Regions from separate parts of the Mus musculus genome. Here regions 1, 2 and 4 are each linked to region 3. Evidence: chromatin contacts called from public capture Hi-C and promoter capture Hi-C data. All regions are on one chromosome and are shown on one strand. Each heading gives the region's core, a stretch centred on a gene start, on an enhancer-like site or on the middle of the called end of the contact. The rest is flanking DNA. Distances are from core to core; before and after follow the strand shown. Region 1 holds the start of Pak4 (p21 (RAC1) activated kinase 4). Region 2 holds the start of Gmfg (glia maturation factor, gamma). Region 3 holds the start of Ppp1r14a (protein phosphatase 1, regulatory inhibitor subunit 14A). Region 4 holds the start of Zfp420 (zinc finger protein 420).

Region 1 (2,700 bases), core at 143-2,642, 690 kb before region 3:
GGACTCTGGGCCACCCACCAGCATGCCACTCCCATAGGCCCAGTGGAACCTCCCCTCCCAGGTCACACCCTTCCAAGGAGGCTAAACAGACACTCTGTTCCCACCCAGGGAGTGGCTTCCAGGAACAGACCTCCTGGGAAGTGGACCCTGTGGCAGGTAGCAGACCAAAGCTCCTTTCTCTTAACAAAGCTTTCTTGGCATTACTTTTTCTACCTGGAAAACAGGGGTGTTCTCTAACACCCAACTCACCCATCTCACAAGATAAGGGATGAAACAAGACCAGGCATACACGGTGCGCTCGCTCGCTCGCGCTCTCTCGCTCGCGCTCTCTCGCTCGCGCTCTCTCGTTAAACATTTACCAGCACCAAGATTTTGTGAAAGGCAGCAGGAGACAGAAGCACTCTGGGACAGAGCTCCGGAGCTGGAATCCCAGCTGCTCACCTTACTTCATTAGCTGACCTGGGGCAAATCACTTAGCTTCTTAATAACAGCTTTGGCTCCAGTGATGCTGTACTGCGCGCTAAATGAGTACATACACAGAGCTTTAACGCGGAGAGGGAAGCCCAGCCTATCATCAGTGTTTTATCAGTGTGTGGCCTTCATTATCAGTGGGAAGGGGCTCCCCTTCTCCTCCCACCACACACACCAGGACACACTTTCGAAGGCTCTGTTAGATGTCCCTGGTCCCCCTCCTCACCGCACGTGCCCCACTTGAGTTTTTAGTTTCTGGCCCTCCCAGAACATCTTCACCCGTCAGATTTTTATCTTCGTACCTTCTACCTAAGGGCTGTCTCAGACACCCCCCCAAAACCTAAAACTCAAGCACCTCCTCCTCCTCCTCCGGTTGAGGCTTTTAAATCTTTGACCGGGCAGCCGCCCACTTCTCTAGGTTGTGACCTCCAGCCCTGACAGACACACCCTCTTCTTAAGTTACTCTGAGCGCCCCCTTTTATGAGACCCGTTCCGAGCCCCTCCTATGCGCCCCCACTTAGTATTCCAAACTTTGCACAAATTTCAAACCCGGCCACGCCCCCTCCACCGGTCTAACCACTGGTCGCGACAGTCCCCTCCCCTTTCCCTCATTTTTGGGCCCGCGACCCTTTTCCACGCGACCCTCCCCTCCAAGAGTGAACTTTGACCCGACCGGCCCCGCCCCCTTCCGAATAACCGCTCTCCCACGGCGCGTGCCCAGACCCACCCGCCCCCAGCCACAAACCCCTTGCACGGTAACCCCCTAACCTACCGGCTTGGCGCCGCGGTCGCTCGCGGCCTAGCTGCCTGGCCCAGAACTCTGTGCCCGCGTACCGCCCTCAGCGGTCTCGCGCCGCCGCCGCCGCGGCTACTGCCGCCGCCATGTTGAATCCCCAATGAACATCCGGGGCCTCCCCTACTCCTCGCCGCCCACTAGTCCCCATGGCAACGGAGCTGACCGGGTGATGGGCGGGGCCTACTCGGAGGCGGGGCAGCGAGCCGGGCAGGGTTCCCTAAAACCACTGATTGGTGCGAGTGGCCCAATCGGAGACCGCTAGGTGGAGAATGAAGAGCAGAGATTGGGAAGTTTTGAAAAGGTGCGGGATCGTTGACTCCCCGCCCACTCCGCCTCTTAAAGGGGAAATAACGACTTTCGCGTGGCAGAGTCCCACGGGCTCCCAAAAAAGTAAAGTGGAATACGAGAACATAAAGGCCAGAAACAGTTCTTAAGCACTTATTATGCCTTTGTTAGCACGCGACTAGTTCTGCTGTAAACTGTTAACACAACCCTGTTGTTGTAACACCCATTTTACAGGTAAACAAGCTAATAGGATGCTAGTTGGTTTATGACTACTGAAAGCAAGTTTTGAATGAAGCTCTGTCCGAATCTGGAAATCTGACACTATTTGATCTTAATCTTTTAAATAAGTTTTTTTTTTTTTAAGTCAGTCAATCACGAGTGTGTGAGATGCATCAGTGGATAGAAGGCGCTTGTTGCCGAGCCTGAAGTTTGATCTCCTGGACCCACACGGTAGAACTGATTCCCAGGAGTTGATCTGTAGCCTCCACAAGAGAGCCATAGACATAAAATAGAGGGATAAGTGTAATTAAGTGTTTTTAAATTAATCAAAATGGAAAACACAGCGGAAACAAAGCCCATAAACTAATACACCCTTCCACCTATGGGTTCATTAGGTCTTACTGAAAAATTTAAAAATGCTTTCTCATCAAGGATTTTGAGGGTTTTATTTGTTTATTTGGGTATCAGACACTGAACTTAGGGCTTTTATACAGGACAGGCAAGCAGTAGTACTAGGGAAGTCCCCGGCCCTAGAGAATTCTAGGCAAATGCTTTCCCCAGCTGAGCCCCTTGGGAGACTGAGGCTACAGGTTTTCCCAAACAGGCTTTCTCTGGTTCTTTTCACGGGCTTTTTCTTCTGTCTGGAAGATTCTCTTCTTTAAGCATCCTCCTGACTCCCAGGGTTCCTTTGGGTTTTTCCTCAAACATTATGTTCTCTAAGGGGCAAAATGTCCTACCTTGTGCTATTAAATCCTTTGCCAGCTTCTGGCAAAGCTTCCTTTCCTTTGCCGCCTGTGGTTTTGTGTTTGGCTGGCTGGTTTTGGTTTCGTGAGACAGGGTCTCAGGACGTAGCCCAGGCTGACCTTGAACTATGCTTTTTGCTCGTAGCCAGAGCCTTGATATTATTGGTATGTAAATGCTCAGTACAT
Region 2 (2,700 bases), core at 2-2,501, 850 kb before region 3:
AGCACTGACTGCTCTTTCAGAGGTCCTGAGTTCAATTCCCAGCAACCACATGGTGGCTCACAGCCACCTATAATAAGATCTGATGCCCTCTTCTGGTGTGTTTGAAGACAGCTACAGTATACTCACATAAATAAAATAAATTTTAAAAATTTAAAAATTAAAAAAAAATTATATTTGAATTGTATAGATTTAATTAAATATATTTAGTTATATATTTATAATTATATTATATACACATATATAATAGTATATAGATGTATATATAAACATACATATTACATATATATACTTATTACATATACATACTTATTACACACACATGTATTACACACACATATATATATACATATAATAAGCTGTAACTGTTTGGGCCTTTTCTATGCCTACCCTTGCTCCCAAATAACACAGAGACCATTATATTTATTTAATAGCTTTGGCCTTAAGCTAGGCGTGTTCCCAAATAGCTTGTAACTCAATTATTCCATTTATACTAATCTAAGTTCTGCTATGTGACTTGTTACCTCTCCTCGGTTTCATACAGTCCATTTCCTCCATGTCTACCACGATTGATTCTTTTCCAGAGTTGCTTTCTCTGTCCAGAAGTCCCACCTTGCTCTTCTGCCTTTTGCTATAGGCCATAGGCTTTTTATTTTAACCTATCAGAGGACACCTGAGGTAGGCAAGGAAGGACAGAGACACATCTTGACACAGTATACAAAAACATCACTCCAACAATAGGCCACCATTTTCATGGTAGCATTTATTAATTTTTGAGACAGGGTTTCTCTATGTAGCCTGTCACTGCTCTAGAGGCAGTGGGACCTGGGAGAATGGAGTTAGTAGAATGGTTGAATTTAGCAGTGGGTGACAGCAAACTTTAATCCCAGCACTTGGGAGACAGAGACGGGCTGATCTTTGAGTTCAACGCCAGCCTGGTCTATAAGAGAGGACCTATACAGAGAGACCCTGTCTTGAAAAAACAAGAAAATAAAGAATAAACGTGTTTTCCACAGTACCAGACTTATTTCCTCTTTTTAGGCATCTCTATCTGGGAGATAGGTGAAGTTTTTTTCTCTTCACAGCAATCCCAGACCAGAGTTGCAAATTTAACTAGGGCCACAGTGAGGCAGTATTCGAACCCCCATCTTAGTGACTGAAAAGCCTCACAGGTTCTGACAGATGCAGGGAAGGAAGGAAGGGGAGGAGCCCTTTGTGACAGTTGTCCTAGGCTAGGCATAAACAGGATGTGGTGTTAGAGGAAAGCTTCCCCCTTTCATAGCCCATCCCTCTCAGCCTGGGGTCCCCACCCCTAGAAGACAGAGGAACTGAGAAGAGGCCTAAGGACAGAAAAACATGGTCAGAGGGCCTGGGTGACAAGGAAGGGTGAGGGGGCCGAGTTCAGGGTGACCTGGATGGAGGTCAGATGGGGGATGAAGGTCACAGGCAGGAAGGGAAGGGACCCAGTCTTGACAAAGCTTGGTCGTAGAGGTAGAGGCCTCAGGCAAGCAGATGCTTAGGTCTTTTGGAGTAATCCAAGGGAATCCTCCAGGAAGGTGGTACCTGGCCCCTGTGTGTCCCTCGGAGCTGAACTGTGTGTCTTAGTAACTGCCTCCCTATCCAGGTGTTTGCCAAAGGCCACTCATCTAGGCTAGTTTCAGCGTCTTCATTGACTTACGAAGATACTTGGGTCAGGAAAGGGGCCAGGTTAGAAGCTAAGCCGGCTCAGCTCTTCCCTGTCCCATTGGCAGTCGGACTCCCTGGTGGTGTGTGAAGTGGACCCGGAGCTAAAGGAAACATTGAGGAAATTTCGTTTCCGAAAAGAGACCAACAATGCCGCCATCATAAGTCAGTGACCTCTGCCCTCTCAAGGGTGGCACGGGGGGGGGGGCTGTCGGGGGGGGGGGAACAGCAAGGCAGGGAAGTCTGGGCTGGTGTCCCCTGGAATGGCGAGGGGTCTGTAATCTGTGTTCTATCCCTCCCCAGTGAAAGTGGACAAAGACCGGCAGATGGTGGTGCTGGAGGATGAACTCCAGGTGAGGGGCTGGGATTCTGGACATTCCAAATACAGGAAGATGTCTGGGGACAAAGTTGGGAGGGTGCGCCAGGGTTGGATCAGCTACCTCATAAACAGGGCACCGTGACACATGCTTTTCTAATGCTGGCACTCTAAGGGTGCAGAGAGAGGGACCAGGATTCAAGGTCATTCTTGGCTACAGTGTTAAGTTGGAGGCTAGCCTGGACTACACAAGACCCTGTATCAAAAAGCCAAATAAGGCTGGGTGTGGTGGCACTGACTTTTAATACCCCAATGCAAGAGATAGAAGCAGGCAGATTTCTCTGTGTGCTTGAGGCCAGCCTGGTCTACAGAGTGAGTTCGAGGGCAAAAAAAAGCCAGGTGCTTCAGTTAGGGTCACTATTGCTGTGATGAACCACTACGACCAAAAGCAAGTTAGGAAGAGAAGGGTTTATTTGGCTTACATAGCCTGAATCACAATCCACTGAGGAAAGTCAGGGCAGGAACTCAAACGTGACTGGCACCTGGAGGCAGGAGCTGATGCAGAGGCCATGGAAGAGTGCTGCTCACAGGCCTCTCGTGGCGTGGTCAAACTATTTTCTTATAGTACCCGGGGCCACCAGCCCAGGAGTGGTATACCCACAATGGAGCTATGTTCCTATATCACTAAAGAAAGTGCCCTATAA
Region 3 (2,825 bases), core at 79-2,578:
TTTACCACCCTTCCTCAATAGCTGAGATTCATGTGCGGGGTCCTTAGGCTTAGCACCAAGCCTCTTTACCAAGGGAGCCATCTCGCTCACCCAGGCTGTTGTCTGTCTGTCTATCTATCTATCTATCATTATCTATCTATCTGGGCAGGGTCCACAGCTCAGCTTGTCCTGGACTCTGAAGCTCACTCTGTAGCCTACCCTCACCTTGAATTCCTGAATCTCCCGCCTCCGCCTCCTAAGCACCCAAGTCACATGCTGTTGACACACTCAGTAAACAATGTGTACTGGGAGTGTTGGTATTCTGTCTGGACTCCACCCCCACAGTTACCTGGCAGCAGCCAGGTATGCTCCTCCCCATAGTTACCTGGCAACAGCCAGGTAGACCTGGCCCATTATAAAAGGGGCTGCTTGGCCCCTCCTCCCTTTCTTTCTCTCCTACTCTTGCCTCTCTTCCCTCTTGCCTCCTTGTTCCCCCTCTCTCCCCATTCCTTTACCCCCTCTCTCCACGTGGCCATGGCCGGCCTCTACTTCTCTACTCTCTCCTTCTCTCTGCCTTTCTCTGCCTCTTAACTCTCTTCCCCATGCCCTGAATAAACTCTATTCCATGGTATACCGTCAGTGTGGCTGGTCTCTCAGGGGGAAGGGATGCCTTGGCATGGGCCCGCCGAGACATCCCCTTCCTCACACCCCCCAGAACATGTTCTTGTACAGCTTTATCTCTTTTTATGATCGCAACAGGAACAAGTGAATAAATGGAAATAAGTGGATGGAAAAGTGCGTGAATGAGCGGGGTAAACTAAAAGATGATTCAAGCACTGGCTTAACACTCCTGGGGTCCGTTTCCGATCACCTTCTGGGAGCAGGGGTGAGAAAGAAAAAGTTGAGTGTGGTGGCTCAGGTCTGGAATCGCATCACTTAGAAGGTGGAGACAGGAGGTTTAGGAGTTTAAGGCCAGACTAATAGGTCCCTCTTAAAAAGAGAAACTTCAGTGGGATCCCCCTCCCGTACAGCTAGGCCTGGCGCCCTTGCAACACCCTTCGCTGCCGCCAGAGGGAGCACAGGACGGACCCTAGAGCGTGTCCTGGGACCCCGCCCGGAGATGCCTGCCCTGGGGCACTCTAAGATGGGCACCCCGCCCCCACCCATCTGAACCCCCGCAGGACCCCGGGCTTGAAGGCTGCACATTAGCCAGCTTGCCTCTGCAGGAAGGGAAACTGAGGCCCGGCGATCGGGGAGGGGCGGGTCCCAGAGCACGAGCCCCCGCCCCCGGTGGCCCCGCCCCGGCCATTAAGATCCCGGAGCGCGAGGCAGGGCGCAAAGTAGGGGCAGCGGGTGACGGTACGATGGCTGCGCAGCGGCTGGGCAAGCGCGTGCTGAGCAAGCTGCAGTCCCCGTCGCGGGCCCGCGGCCCGGGGGGCAGCCCCAGCGGGCTGCAGAAGCGGCACGCGCGAGTCACGGTCAAGTACGACCGACGGGAGCTGCAGCGACGGCTGGACGTGGAGAAGTGGATCGACGGATGCTTGGAGGAGCTGTACCGCGGCAGGGTGAGACTCAGAGGGGCCGGGGCTGAGGGACGGAGGTAGCCTAAGACCCTGCAACCCTGCGACCTCGGTGACCCTAGTACTTGCTCGCTGGTGCACCGACTGCGGCCTTTGCTAGGATTCATGGCCCGAGGCGCTGGTCTCGGTGCTTAGAGGCATCCAGCTCGCGGACACTCAGACATGCACCCAGGATCCCCAGACATGTGTGCGTCCAATCAACCCAGACAACTGGGAAGGGCTGGGGATGAGATGGGGGGTGGCGGGCAGAGCCAACATATTGAGAGAACGGATAGGGACAGGGGATGTCCTTAAGCCAAACATAGACATGGGTGACAAGGGAGATAGGACAGCAGAGACTCTCAGCAGAGGAAACAACAATTTTCACAGATGACGGAAGTCACAGCCACTCAGACATAGCACCAAAGTGAGCCACACACAAACTCACAGGAACACAAGTGGATTAAGTTAAGGGACAACATGGCCTGCCATGGAATACTGACATGCACGCACAACACAACCCCCCTGGGCGCCAAGTGAAGAGATACAGCTGGGCACAGATACACATCAGTTCCAGCTGGGGTGCTCCAAGCTCCAATAGCTATCCAGGGACACAGAGTGACTCAAGTTACATGGGCCATTATCTGCTGCCAAAAAAGAAAAGTATGGCTGTCTACAAACAGAGTGGCAGATGTTAAAGTTCTGTGTGCATGTGCACGCGCGCACGCACGCATGCACACACACACACACACACACACACACGTCTGTGGAAATTACACACGGAACTGGTAAAAGTGTCCCAGGAACACAGAACACTAGAAACCAAGGTAGGCAGGGCCGCTAACGCTTGTGACCTCAGCACTTGAGAGGTGAAGGCTGGAGGGTTAGGGGTTCAAGGACGACCTTGGATAAGGAGACCCTGTCTGAAAAGTCTAAAACAAACCTGGCATGGTGCACCTCACACCTTTTAGACTCAGCATTGAGGAGGCAGAGGCAGAGAGATCTCTGTGAGTTCGAGGCCAGCCAGTTCTACAGAGTGGGTTCCAAGTCATCCAGGGATACACAGAAAGACCCTATCTTAAAAAAAAGAAAAAGAAAAAAAAAGATAAATAAAGATAGTCCCTACAGCTTGCCATGTCTGACCTGGGACAGCCACACTAGAGAGGCAGCCACACTGGCTACACTCTCTCAAGGCAAGTAGGCCCCTCAGTCTCGGGCCCAGCACACTTAGATGCCAGAGATCCCTTCTCCCACACAGGACAGCACCCTCATTGCCCAGCTGGGCAG
Region 4 (2,706 bases), core at 179-2,678, 570 kb after region 3:
ATAAGTATAACCCAACAGACATAGGTGTTGGGTGACAGTGGGTCATCTTGCTATTCTTTGCTAGTCACCGTTTGTTGTGATTTCGTAGAGAGAAACACACCAAAGAACTTCCGGTGGCATTCCAGTGGCTTCTTGCTGCTTCTGTGGACTCTGGCCAATTTGGAAGAGCCTTGAGGTTTCTTCTGGATGGACGCAAGCCACTGCTATGGCTGATTCGTGAATATTGCTTACAAGTGAGTCGAGCTACCACTGCTGATTCCTGTGAATTGAACTGCCTGCTGCTATCCTGACAACAAAGACTGGGATTGCCCCAAAGAACTATTTCTAAACAGCCCACATCCTCCTCTGCCCTATTAACCTTTCCTTTCCACTGCCTCTGGTGGGTGGTAGGCTAGAAGGGAGGTTAAAGCATTTAAGCACACTTAAGTTGGTTTTGAAAAATACAAGCTTACTGGAAAAAAAAATATATATATATATATGAATGAGAGAGACAGAGTCTTTCTGTGTAACCCTGAGTATCCTAGACTTTGTTCTATAGACCAGACTGGCCTCAAATTCAGAGATTCACCTAACTCTGCCTCTGGGAGGAAAAAATACTTTTGTTTTTTCAAGACAGAGTTTCTCTGTATTGCCCTGGCTCTCCTAGAACTTGCTCTGTAGACCAGACTGGCCTTGAATTTAGAGATCTGCTGGCCTCTGCCTCCCAAGTGTTAGGATCAAAGGAGTGTGTCAGCCCTGCCTGGCTGAAAAAAAGAAAAAAACACTTTTAATTAGAGGCTTGCAGACAGTTTCAGAGGGTGAGTCTGTGGTCAACATGGTAGGAAATATGGCATCAGGCAGGCTCTGCCCTAGAGCAAGTAGGTGAGAACTCACATCTGATTCTAAGGCCTCACTTGGGCTTGAACCCTCAAAGCCCACCTACAGAGGTACACCCCTGCAACAAGGCCACATCTCCTAACTGAGAACCAACATCCAAATATATGAGCCTGTGGGGGCCATTCTCCTTCAAACCAATGAAGTGGAAACTTAAGGGTTCTTTGAAAGTCGTTTGGAAGTGGATACAGGTGAAAGATAACACAGATCATCATGAGCAACTAGTCAATTATTCCAGAAATATGTAGTGACCCTTCACAAACAAACTACAGTGGCTGAATCTCTGTTGAGCAACCCCACATGTGGTATAAAATCTCATTACCACAGGTATAAATCACCTCACAAATATTGCGATTGGGGGGAGAGAGGGAGGAAAGAGGAGCGGTTTGGAAGGAGAGAGGGGGAAGGGAGGGGAGAGGTGGAAGGGAAAGAGGGAGGGGTGAGAGAGAAGGTGGAGGGGAGGGAGGGGGGGGCAGGCATTGGCCCCAGCCATTGGACTACATTTCCCAGAGCCACCGGGAGCAGAACGCCGTTTCCGTTTCCTGGCGAGAGTTCGGGGTACTTGCGTCACGAGAGGGTTGTGTCTGGAGGATCTCCTAAGCATCCCATAGAGCAGGCTGCCTGTAGTGGAGCCCGGCGCAGGAGGCGGGACCCTGAGCTTCCCTCGGAGGTGAGCGTGCTGAGGAACGTCTGGAGGACGTGTCTGTGGCATTAGGTGGCGGTGTCTCCCGTGTATACGCCACAAGCCTGTGCTTTTGGAGCCTGTTGCGACCCTTGGTTTGTGGTTGGCGTGCTGTGTGTGAATGAGTTGTGACACACAAGGGTGTGTGTGATTGTTGCTTATCTCACTAGAGATGTTTCTGGGACTGATGGTGTCGGCCCACGTGTATGGTGGAGAAACGGTGCTGTTATAGCGAGGTATTTAGATGTTTATGTCACTCTGAGGTTGTTGATGTACCTGGTATCCTGTGCATAACTGGCTTGCCTCGGAAGACATGTGTGATAGTGTCACTGAGATTACGATTGCTTGTTTCCGTCGCCTGTGACTTTTATAGTGTTCTCCCATTTGGGTGACTGTGTGAGTGCGTGTGTATGAATGTATGCGTGTGTGTTTATGTGTGTACGTGTGTGTATGTGTGTGACTGTAGGATGCTGTGTGCTGTACTCATGATTGTAAAGAAAGTAGAAGTTCACCCTTGTAAAAGAATGTCGCTGACAGTATTTGTCCCTGACAGAATGTTTGGTTATTGTACATGCTTGGGTCCTATATACGAGTTAGTGCTCCAACGGTGTAGCTCTGACAGTGTAAATTGTGACACTAGCAATGTGACTGTGGAAATTTTCTTGTTTCTACCTGTGATCCTTCCCTGATGTGGTAGGGTACAACGGTGAAATTTTGTTGGAATTCATGGGGGGTCCCCACCATGAATCTACCAAAGGATCCTGAGTTGCTTGTGACTTTGTCTCTCCCCAATTACTCCCAGAATGTAAAGACTTAACCCCTCTGTGGGGACGGAGGAAGAGGTTGTCTCTAATTCAGAGTATATGGCAAGAACAACATAGCATCTCATTTAACTTTTTTATTCTCAAAGTACAACACAGAAGAGGAAAAATGGCCATTGTCCATCTAGAAGGGAAGTTTGAGGTAAGCAGATATTTGTCTCCTCAACAGCCTTTATCATGTCAGAAAACGATCTTTGTTTTACTTTATTGTTGTTTTTGTGACTGTCTCCTACCCAAGTCTTCTCTTATAATGGAGGAACAAGGCAATTTATTTATTCCTATTTACTTATTTTTGAGGCAGGTCTCTGCCTGGTTTGAACCTCTTTATGT

What was found. Promoter capture Hi-C pulls out the DNA fragments that hold promoters and counts their contacts. Capture Hi-C pulls out chosen DNA fragments and counts their contacts.
Region 1: a contact with region 3 is called in a promoter capture Hi-C map of liver, with 1.9 times the contacts expected there. The contact joins the promoter of Pak4 here to the promoter of Ppp1r14a in region 3. A contact is called at or near these places in 4 of 39 promoter capture datasets (the C10 cell line, cranial neural crest, liver and 1 more) and 1 of 115 datasets of contacts at active chromatin or transcription factors (pancreatic cancer cells).
Region 2: a promoter capture Hi-C map of liver shows a contact between it and region 3, with 2.1 times the contacts expected there. The contact joins the promoter of Gmfg here to the promoter of Ppp1r14a in region 3. A contact is called at or near these places in 2 of 39 promoter capture datasets (both in liver) and 1 of 115 datasets of contacts at active chromatin or transcription factors (pancreatic cancer cells).
Region 4: a contact with region 3 is called in a capture Hi-C map of embryonic stem cells, with 2.7 times the contacts expected there. The contact joins the promoter of Zfp420 here to the promoter of Ppp1r14a in region 3. A contact is called at or near these places in 2 of 39 promoter capture datasets (cranial neural crest and embryonic stem cells), 1 of 115 datasets of contacts at active chromatin or transcription factors (acute myeloid leukemia) and 1 of 9 other capture datasets (embryonic stem cells).

What each region holds. Positions count from the first base shown.
Region 1 is chr7:28,596,792-28,599,491 of GRCm38.p6, forward strand. Pak4 (p21 (RAC1) activated kinase 4) reads right to left here and starts at 1,393. Exons shown (of 10, transcript NM_027470.3): 1 at 1,244-1,393.
Region 2 is chr7:28,439,686-28,442,385 of GRCm38.p6, forward strand. Gmfg (glia maturation factor, gamma) reads left to right here and starts at 1,252. Exons shown (of 7, transcript NM_001039192.2): 1 at 1,252-1,356; 2 at 1,749-1,845; 3 at 1,984-2,033. The coding sequence starts at 1,354.
Region 3 is chr7:29,287,992-29,290,816 of GRCm38.p6, forward strand. Ppp1r14a (protein phosphatase 1, regulatory inhibitor subunit 14A) reads left to right here and starts at 1,329. Exons shown (of 4, transcript NM_026731.3): 1 at 1,329-1,544. The coding sequence starts at 1,344. It overlaps Gm45977 (a long non-coding RNA gene), which reads right to left and starts at 308. Exons shown (of 4, transcript XR_003946629.1): 1 at 205-308.
Region 4 is chr7:29,858,551-29,861,256 of GRCm38.p6, forward strand. It overlaps Zfp420 (zinc finger protein 420), which reads left to right and starts at 1,429. Exons shown (of 4, transcript NM_172740.2): 1 at 1,429-1,543; 2 at 2,466-2,518.